Regions from separate parts of the Zea mays genome. Here regions 1 and 2 are each linked to region 3. Evidence: chromatin contacts called from public Hi-C data. All regions are on one chromosome and are shown on one strand. Each heading gives the region's core, a stretch centred on a gene start, on an enhancer-like site or on the middle of the called end of the contact. The rest is flanking DNA. Distances are from core to core; before and after follow the strand shown.

The links. A called contact is a pair of places that touch in the nucleus more often than the background predicts.
Region 1: a contact with region 3 is called in a Hi-C map of ear, with 3 times the contacts expected there. The contact joins the promoter of LOC103634503 here to the promoter of LOC541919 in region 3. A contact is called at or near these places in 14 of 25 Hi-C or Micro-C datasets (bundle sheath, ear, endosperm and 5 more) and 1 of 3 datasets of contacts at active chromatin or transcription factors (leaf).
Region 2: a contact with region 3 is called in a Hi-C map of tassel, with 2.7 times the contacts expected there. The contact joins the promoter of LOC103634506 here to the promoter of LOC541919 in region 3. A contact is called at or near these places in 2 of 25 Hi-C or Micro-C datasets (leaf and tassel).

The regions. Positions count from the first base shown.
Region 1 is chr1:45,452,800-45,455,656 of Zm-B73-REFERENCE-NAM-5.0, forward strand. LOC103634503 (6-phosphofructo-2-kinase/fructose-2,6-bisphosphatase) reads left to right here and starts at 1,474. Exons shown (of 23, transcript XM_008656332.3): 1 at 1,474-2,108; 2 at 2,190-2,253; 3 at 2,592-2,857. The coding sequence starts at 1,971. LOC101202702 (Tetratricopeptide repeat (TPR)-like superfamily protein) reads left to right here. Exons shown (of 5, transcript NM_001279404.1): 2 at 1-202; 3 at 331-442; 4 at 577-708; 5 at 795-1,023. The coding sequence ends at 869. It also overlaps the pseudogene LOC100383863.
Region 2 is chr1:45,565,435-45,568,372 of Zm-B73-REFERENCE-NAM-5.0, forward strand. It overlaps LOC103634506, which reads left to right and starts at 1,598. Exons shown (of 2, transcript XM_008656348.2): 1 at 1,598-2,511. The coding sequence starts at 1,730. The coding sequence ends at 2,503.
Region 3 is chr1:45,313,507-45,316,326 of Zm-B73-REFERENCE-NAM-5.0, forward strand. LOC541919 (pyruvate decarboxylase 3) reads right to left here and starts at 1,408. Exons shown (of 6, transcript NM_001111582.2): 1 at 740-1,408; 2 at 499-662; 3 at 1-107. The coding sequence starts at 1,267.

The DNA of each region.
Region 1 (2,857 bases), core at 224-2,723, 140 kb after region 3:
GGGAATTGTCATACCTTGTGGATGAAAGAGCAGTGCTAAAACAATTCCCCAACTGGCCCGAGAAGAAAGCAGATGCCTTGAGAGAAGCAGCATTCAACTACCGCGATCTGAAGAACATAGAGTCGGAAGCATCATCCTTCCATGATGACAGGAGAGTGGCCACACCTATGGCTCTCAAGCGCATGCAGGCATTGCAGGACAAGTGAGTAAGATGACTGAAATGTATTTAACAGAATAAAAAATGCTGAATACCTTCTACTTTTAAATTCTACGGAACGATACTAAATCAAGAAATCAACATTCACCTAATTGTGCTTTCCCTTGTTGTAGAATTGAACAAGGTATTCATAACACTGAGCGAGTAAGGGACAGTGCAAGCGGAAGATATAAGGACCTTAAGATACCATGGGAATGGATGCTCGACTCTGGAGTCATAAGCCAAGTATGTCTTCCTTTCACAGTATGTTCTGTCACAACTCGCAATAAAGGAGAGGCATTTAGTTTCACAAAAGTGTGGAGTCCAAATACAATAATAGACATATGACACATGGTGCATGCCCATCCTACATTAAACAGCTAAAGATGGCTTCCTTGAAGCTTGCAAAAGAGTACATGAACCGCATTGTGAAGACACTGAAGTCAGATCCATTTGCGAATGAGGAGGAGCTGCTTCTGCAAGGTGTCCGCTTTGCCTTCCGCATACATCAGGTAACTTGTTCCGAACCACGAATTAATTCGCAACGACACTTGCAGAAACTAATTAATTAACTGACTGCACCGAAACAAATTTGCAGCTTGCTGGTGGCTTTGACGAAGGATGCAGAAAGGCATTTCAGGAACTAAATACTAATGCAAGCAAGTCAGAGTGATCCGAGTTCACGTGGGTTCAAATAAAAGTCGAGATCACACATAGATAAATATGACACACATAGATTATCAAGTTTTGCCGAGGTTGGCTCCAAGGGTCTCCACCAAGACTTGATGATGGTGCTGCATCTTCTAAAGTTTAATTTATTTGGCATCAGGTGCTGATCTCTTGGATACAAGTTGAGGCTCTGAAAAATTTCTAAACGAATCGTACATATGAGCAGTCGAGCACAAACCTAATTCACCAACATTCTCCCTCGAGAGTTGAGATCGTTAGGTCTTGGTCGATCACCAACACATGCGCGAAGCATGACACAAAAAAGCCATAGAAATGCAGAATCGGTTCCTGGTCCGTTTGGTTTGCACTTTGCAGAACGGGATAGTCTGCCGAACCATCCCAGCCTATGACGTTGTTTGGTTTGAGACGCTAGCTGTCCGTCATGAACGAGCACTAGTGACATGTTAATCTGAGGAAAGAGTCCATCCAGACCACCTCATTCCGAATTGACTCTCACGCCGGATTAAGGCCAACCGGCTAACCAAACACACCGTAGATCACCCACACAAGAACGACGGCAAGACATATGTAAATTATGCCATAAGTACCTGGGTCGCGCCGCTGCCCTTCGTGGGTGGATTCGCTGCAGCGACAACTTGTCGATCGGGTGCCTAACTGACGTCATGTCGCCGCGGCGACGCGCAGCCGCCTGTCGCCGCCGTTTACTTCCCCGCAGGTTTCCACGTTCTTCTTCCCATGGAGACGGGATCGGGGACGGCTCGCTACCTCATCTGGGCCCACGAGCCAGCGAGACGCTCCCGCAGCGTCACCGTCGCGCACCAACTTCCCACTTTCCCAGCTTCGGTTCGGGCTTGCGTTACTGTCGTCATCGCCATATTAGTCACTGATTGGTGGCCCAACATATGTTCCTGGCCCCACTTACTGTGTCACTGCCAGTATATCCTCGATACTGCAACAACTATCGCTCCCGTGTCGGCCCCACTCCAAATCGGCGAGCCCACAACATCGGCGCTTCCTTCCGGCACCTTCCAAAGTTCCAACTTCCAAGTCACGAGAAAGGTTTCGCTTCGAAACTCAACCGGAGATGGCGAGCTCTGGCGGAATCTCCGACCAGCTCTTCGTCTCCGTCAAGTTAGAGAGCCCGCACCTCGCGGAGCTCGACCTCGCCCCCCACCTCTTCGGCTCCCACCCTGTGGCTGGCTCGTGGGACCCCTGCAAGGCCGTAAGCTCCGGATCGCCTCTAGCCTGCGTGATGTGTGCGCGGAGCGGATTTTTGATTCGTTTCGTTTTTTTTTCCACGCAGCTGCCTTTGGAGCGGGCGGCCACCGCCGTGTGGGAGTTCAGCTGCGTCGTGCCTTCGCAGCACGGTAAGTTGGTTGATTTGATCGTGAAGTTTAATAACTTCGCAGGGCCGCAGAGGTCCTTGTTCCTCCATAGTGAGGTTTGGGATAGGAAGAGCGCAATCCGTGCTATGATGTTGGGATGCGCATGCACTGATATTTCAGGAATTGCGCTGTGCTACTTCTAATCGGAATGAATGAATTCAGTGTGTGAGGGAAAAATGTAGTATGTGAAGAGTTAAGCTGTGCTTTTAAAAATGGAAACTAGTACATTGTCAATTGAAGCTGAGGATTTTTTTTATATGTTGAGTAGGATTTCATTTCAGTTGTTATCATTCTAAGTAGTTGTTCGGTGTTTTTACTAGAATCGCTGGATTTCAAGTTTGTTTTGAAGCGAAAAGGTGATAATCCTCAATACATTATTGAGGAGGGACCTAACCGACCATTGGGTTGCCAGAGAAATGAATTTGAGATGGGGAATGCGTTGTTTAAACTCAACGAAGGGAAGGAGGTACTTGAGTGCAAGGTTCAGGTTGAGACAGAAATGTTATCCCCAATTGACTTGGCGGCTAGTTGGAGAGCTCATCAGGAGTATTTTCAGCCTTCAAGGGTGCGGGGGACTCACGATGTC
Region 2 (2,938 bases), core at 348-2,847, 250 kb after region 3:
ATTTATTCAACCCTTTGTTCCATGCGAAAGGAACAGGCGTGAGTCGCTGCCTCGCTGGTAGGTACCGCAAAGTATTCTCGGCTTGCGGCCTGACGCTAGTATATGAGGTGCCTGCTGCCTGCGGCCTGCAGCCACGCTAGAATTCTCTGCTTGTCGAAGTGCAACCACCCTCCACCCGCTCTGCTCGTTCAGTTGCGCTCGCACGACATGCCCGGACGACGCAGCCACAGTCCACCGCCGGAGAGTGCCTCCGGGAATTAGAGCGACGGTGAGACGACGACCCTGATCGACGCGTGGGGCGCCGCCCACCGGCGTCGCGGGCAGCGACGCCTCTTCCTGGGGGATTGGCGCGCTGCGGCCAGCGCCGTGAACGCCCACAGCGCCGCCGCGGGGCGCCGCTTCAACCGCACCCTCGTCCAGTGCCAGACCCGTGTCCGCACCCTCAAGCACAAGCAGCGGTACAAGGAGGAGCTCCTGAAGCAGCCGGCGTCGGGGTGGTGTCACCTCCCGCGGCTCCACGCGTTCCTGGCCAGCCCCGACGAGTCGACTCCGGGCTTTCCGGCCAAGGCGCCGGCGTTCGTCAAGCAGGAGGAGGAGGAGAAGGTGGCCGGAGGAGGCATTGGGCTGGTGGGGAGCTGGACTGTTCCGAGGAGGCCGAGGAATGCGGCCGCAGCAGGGACGGGATTCTGCCCGGGGGCGGTGGTGACGAAGCTGGCGGAGGTGTACGAGCGCGTGGAGCTGGCCAGAATCGGCGCCGAGAAGGTGAAGACGGAGATGCAGCAGGAGATGGGAGGTGTAGAAGGCCATGTTCAGCGCCCTGAAGGTGGAGCAGTAGAAGCTGAAAACTACTGCCACTGACCATGAAACATGGATGCACGGTAGAATTATGCTAGCTCCAATACTTGACTTTAGTGTAGTCGACAACAACAACATATCTAGGAGTAATGCTTACCAGGAGTGACCTTTGTTGCTAAGGAAATCATGAATGACTGGATGAAAGATTAACTAAATGGTCGGATCGTGCATCGTACCAGTACACTTTTAGTTCCATTTTTTTTGTACTGGCACTGCAGTTACTTGCTGTTGCTAGGCGCTACACGTTGATGTCCAATCATTTTAGAAGATTACTATTACTTGGCACGAGAGTCCGTCACGGTATGACACGTCTTGTCATCGTGTCCAATAATAACGTGTCTGTTTAGCACCGTGTCGTATTCAGAAGTCAGAACCAATGCCGTAGTAACAGTAATCCTCCTCAGCTAGTCTGCTCTCTGCTGCGCCCCGTCGACTCCCGCAGACGCGCGCCGGCCGCCAGTCCGCCACCGCGCACCGGCCGCCCGTCGCGGCCGCGGCGAAACCAGGCCGTGGGATGGTGACTGATCGCCTCCCACCAGCGGGAGGACAAAGTGGTGACCAACCAGCGTTTCAGTGGCAGCACAGTACCAAGCCAACCCAGGCCGATGGAGCAGCAAAAAACCTCAGCGTGATCGCACGCAAGCCCACTCACCCCTGCACCGCGCCGCGCCGCGCCGTGGATGCACGCATCATCCACCCACCTATATATACACACGCGTACGACGGAACCACGCAGAAGTTATGGGTGGACGCGACGCGACCGACTGGCCAATCGATTGAGCAGCAGCACAAACATCACACGCTCCTCACGGCCGCACCCAACCGGACTCGCCTCGCCTCCCTTTCGAACCAGCCTCTCTCTCCGCCAGCGCGGATGTCGTCGTCGCGCCGCCGCCCGCCCCCGCCGCCGCCGGCGTGGACGCCCGAGCCGTGGAGCGACGGGGAGACGTCCGCGCTGCTCGACGCATGGGGCCCGCGCCACCTCCGCGCGTGCGGCGGCGCGCTCCGCCCCGCCGACTGGCGGGCCTGCGCCGACGCCGTCACCTCCCGCCGCGCCGCGGCCGGCCGGGCCCCGCGCACCGTCGACCAGTGCAAGAACCGCCTGGATTATCTCAAGAAGCGCCTCAGGGCCGAGCGCTCCAGGCCCAAGGGGGCCCCGCCGACGCCGCCGCCGGTCTCGGGGTGGCTCACCCGCCTCCGCGCGCTGCTGCACCTCGCCCCCTCCGCTCCTCCCGGGTTCGCGCACCGTCTTGGCGCCAAAACGCCCAAGGTGGAGGAGGAGGAGGAGGTGTTGGACGAGAAGCCGAGCGGCGGGGCTCCTCTGCCCCGCTACTGGCCGCCGGTGCCGAAGCGGCCGAGGACGGCGGTGTCGCTGTCGCCGTTGACCGCCGCCTCCGGGGACCACCCTGGAGGCGGTGGGAGGAATTGCACGGAAGTGGCGGCGGCTCTGGATAGGCTTGCCGGGACGTACGAGCGGGTGGAGGCCGCCAAGCAGAGGGAGGCCACGCGGCTGGAGGAGCGGCGCCTGGAGGCGATGCGTGATCTCGAGATCGAGCGCATGCGGCTCCTCGTCGACGTCGCCGTCACCGCCTCCGTCGTTGTCGATGGCGCCGCCGCGACCGCCACAACCGCCACCGGCGACTTCTAGTTGGTGAGGTATGGTTTTTGCTCTGGGTAAACGCGTGCTTGCGCTAGCAGGGACCAGGTCACGAAATGATTATTGCGGGATTCACGTTCGATAATGGTTGGTTCATGTTGGAATTGTGAGGCAGCGCGGCTAGAAATTTCCACTTCACTATGAGAATATCAGCTAACACATGATCACTCGATTTGGCTAGACATTCTTAATTTCTAGAATGGGCATCGAATTGGTTGCTCATATCGTTTGGTATGTAGTAGTGTAGGAATGCTGATCTTTCTGATGAAACTACTCATTATGCAAGCTTACCCCTGCTGAAATCTCCTGTCTCACCTCTAGCAAACAGAGACGATTCAAATTTCCATAAGCGACTGTTATTGTTCAGAAATGGAGTGATAATCTGCTTTGAATGCATGAGAAGTTAATCACGTGTGACTGTTCGAT
Region 3 (2,820 bases), core at 158-2,657:
TTGCCACACGCAGTTTGGGGCCGGCGACAAGGACTGGCTTCACCGCCTTGTTCAGGAATTCGACAGTTGCCTCCACTGCAGCCTCTAGCCCCATCTTGTTGCTCGTCCTGCAGTGTTACAACGGAATTATTAATATCAAGGTTTCTGATAGCATCAAGTTTCCCACAGTTGCAGTGCCATATTACAAGTTTACAGACATGTCACTCATCAAAATGACTTAAAAATCATATGACACTGCATTATCACATAAGATGATTGCTTATCTAGCCTGAAGATTTCATCAGATGACTTCATGTATAATGGATATTGCATTGTCTCAGTGCTACCTATTCAATTAGAACGTGACAACGTTGCAAATTTGAAGAGTTTTTGGTGGATAAGTTTCATGATCCAATAAAAGTTACTATCATTGTTGCCTAAAAAAACAGCCCGTGGATCTGAAAAAAAGGACAGGTGGTCCCTGAGGGTGAGTAATGTGAGAAAAAGGACATTTGGTACCTGGGGGTGAGGAAGAAGGGCACTGGGTCGCGGCTGAAGGTAGGATGAGGCAGCCCAGGGAGGTTGCAGCTGATGCTGAGGTACACGGGCTTGCTCTCCCTCAGTGCCGTGGCAATGGCCGTGTCGATCTGCTCGTGCGCGTCATCCAGATTGTTCACCACCGCCTGAATCCACGAACAGGCAACCAGATGAAACGGGCACTCAAAATCACAAGCAAAAGTGGGTCCACACAGGGACTCACCTGATGGCAGGTGACGGTCTGGAAGCAGCGGAGCTCCTGCGAGAAGTCGGGGAGGCCGATGGTGTGGTGGAGGATGCGGTTGGTCCCGTAGTCGTTGGAGTTGGGCCCGCCGGCGATGCAGATGACGGGCAGGTTCTCGCTGTAGGCGCCCGCGATGGCGTTGAGCACGCTGAGCCCCCCGACTGTGAACGTGACGGCGCAGGCCCCGACGCCGCGCGCGCGCGCGTACCCGTCGGCGGCGTACCCGGCGTTGAGCTCGTTGCAGCAGCCGACGAGGCGCAGGCCGGGCTCGGCGATCAGGTGGTCGAGCAGCGTGAGGTTGAAGTCCCCCGGAACCGCGAATACATCGTTGACGCCGACCTGCACGAGGCGACGCGCGAGGTGGCGCCCCAGCGACGCCTCCCCCGCCGACAGGGTCGCCGCGGGCTGCGCCGGCGTGGACGCCATCGGGCACCCCGGCGCCGACGCCGGGCAGCCAACCGTCTGGTTCGACGCCGCCCCGTTCACGGATCCGATATGGGTGTCCATGGATCGGTCAAGCACCAACGGATCAGAGGATCAAGGTGGGTGGAAAGGGCGGCCGGGCCGAGTGGAGTTGCAGCAGAGCGGGGGCAGTGGTGGACGAGGATGATTTATTGTGGTTTTCTGAGGTTTTCCGCTTTGACGTGTGTTGTTTGGTTCGGTGAGTTGGCGGAGGGGACAACACTTGTCATTTTATACCGAGGTGGCGCAGAGGGGTGTGCACGGGATTTTCGTGTAATCACGGGGGCGTTTCGCGTAGAAACCGTCGTCTTTCGGCGAAAACCAGGGGCTGCGCAACCGCAGTGGACGGTGGGGGGAAGGCCGGAGCCCGGAGAGCCCGTGCCCGGCCGGGGTGCACTCGCGAGACGTGGGACGGGACAGGACAGGGTTGCCGTGCGTGGTTGCCCCACGCGTCGGTGTAACGAAGGGCGCGCGAGGTAGCCGCCTCGTGGGTTTCAGTGGATTCGGCGCGTGTGGGTTGGCGGTGGTTTTGGTTTGGGGCGCACGGCACGTCCCGGTTTTGGGTGTTTGTTTGCTGCGCACGGTGGACTCCGGTTTGACTTCCATTCCGGCGTCCTACCCTACGTTGTCTTTATACGCATTCAGGATCCGAACCGATATGTATCGGATACATCTTTTTTTTTCAAACAATAATGACACATAGATACGGTTAGTATATTTTAATAAAATTATTATTATATAAAATTACAAGCTAAAATTTGTTATCTAGCAAGCTTTAACTTAAAACTTAGTGGTTTCAAAGCAATTCATGCAACACATTATTTGATTCAGAAAGTGAAAAAATACCTGCATAAACAAAGTATTTATACGTATAATCTCTTGCTTAGCCTCAACGACCTCTTTTAAGTAGTTTTAATATTTTTCTACTAACGAAAATGATTGTAATCTTATGTCTGATGTAACGAAATGAGGATAGAAAAGCTGATTGCTCTTCATGGTAGTTGGGCACTTGGGCCTATATAGGCTATTTTCTACTTTTGGTCAGTATCCAAATTTTTCAGTGCGGACGTGTATCCAAGAAGTTTCCTAGCCGACATATATAGGATACTGACACCTCTCAAAAGTATCAACGTACGTAATATAGCCGGCAGCTAGGATGAAAACAAATGCAAAAGCAAGTTTGAGAAATCTACTTTTTCAAAGAATTTCTATTTTTCTAGAGAAAAATGAATTAATTTCCTATGGAAAAAATGAAAACACTTTAAAAAACGAGGTTTCAAACTAGCCCTAAATGAAAAACTTCCCTTATGTTTTCGCTTTCATGTTTTTTGACGAGCTATAGCTAGGATAAAAAAAAACAAAATTAGAATATACAAACACGAAAATAAATAATTAGAGCTAAAGAGCCATTTTTTTTTTAAATTTAGACAATGTAATCTTTTATTTTCAAGTACACATGAATAAAATCACGAAAATTGGTACCATATTTATTTGCGTACCATGTAGATTAATATACATATGCGTAGACAAGGGGGCTAGCGGGGCCGTGATCCCCCAACAAAAAGAAATTTTGTTTTGTACTTGTATGTCTATGGCTA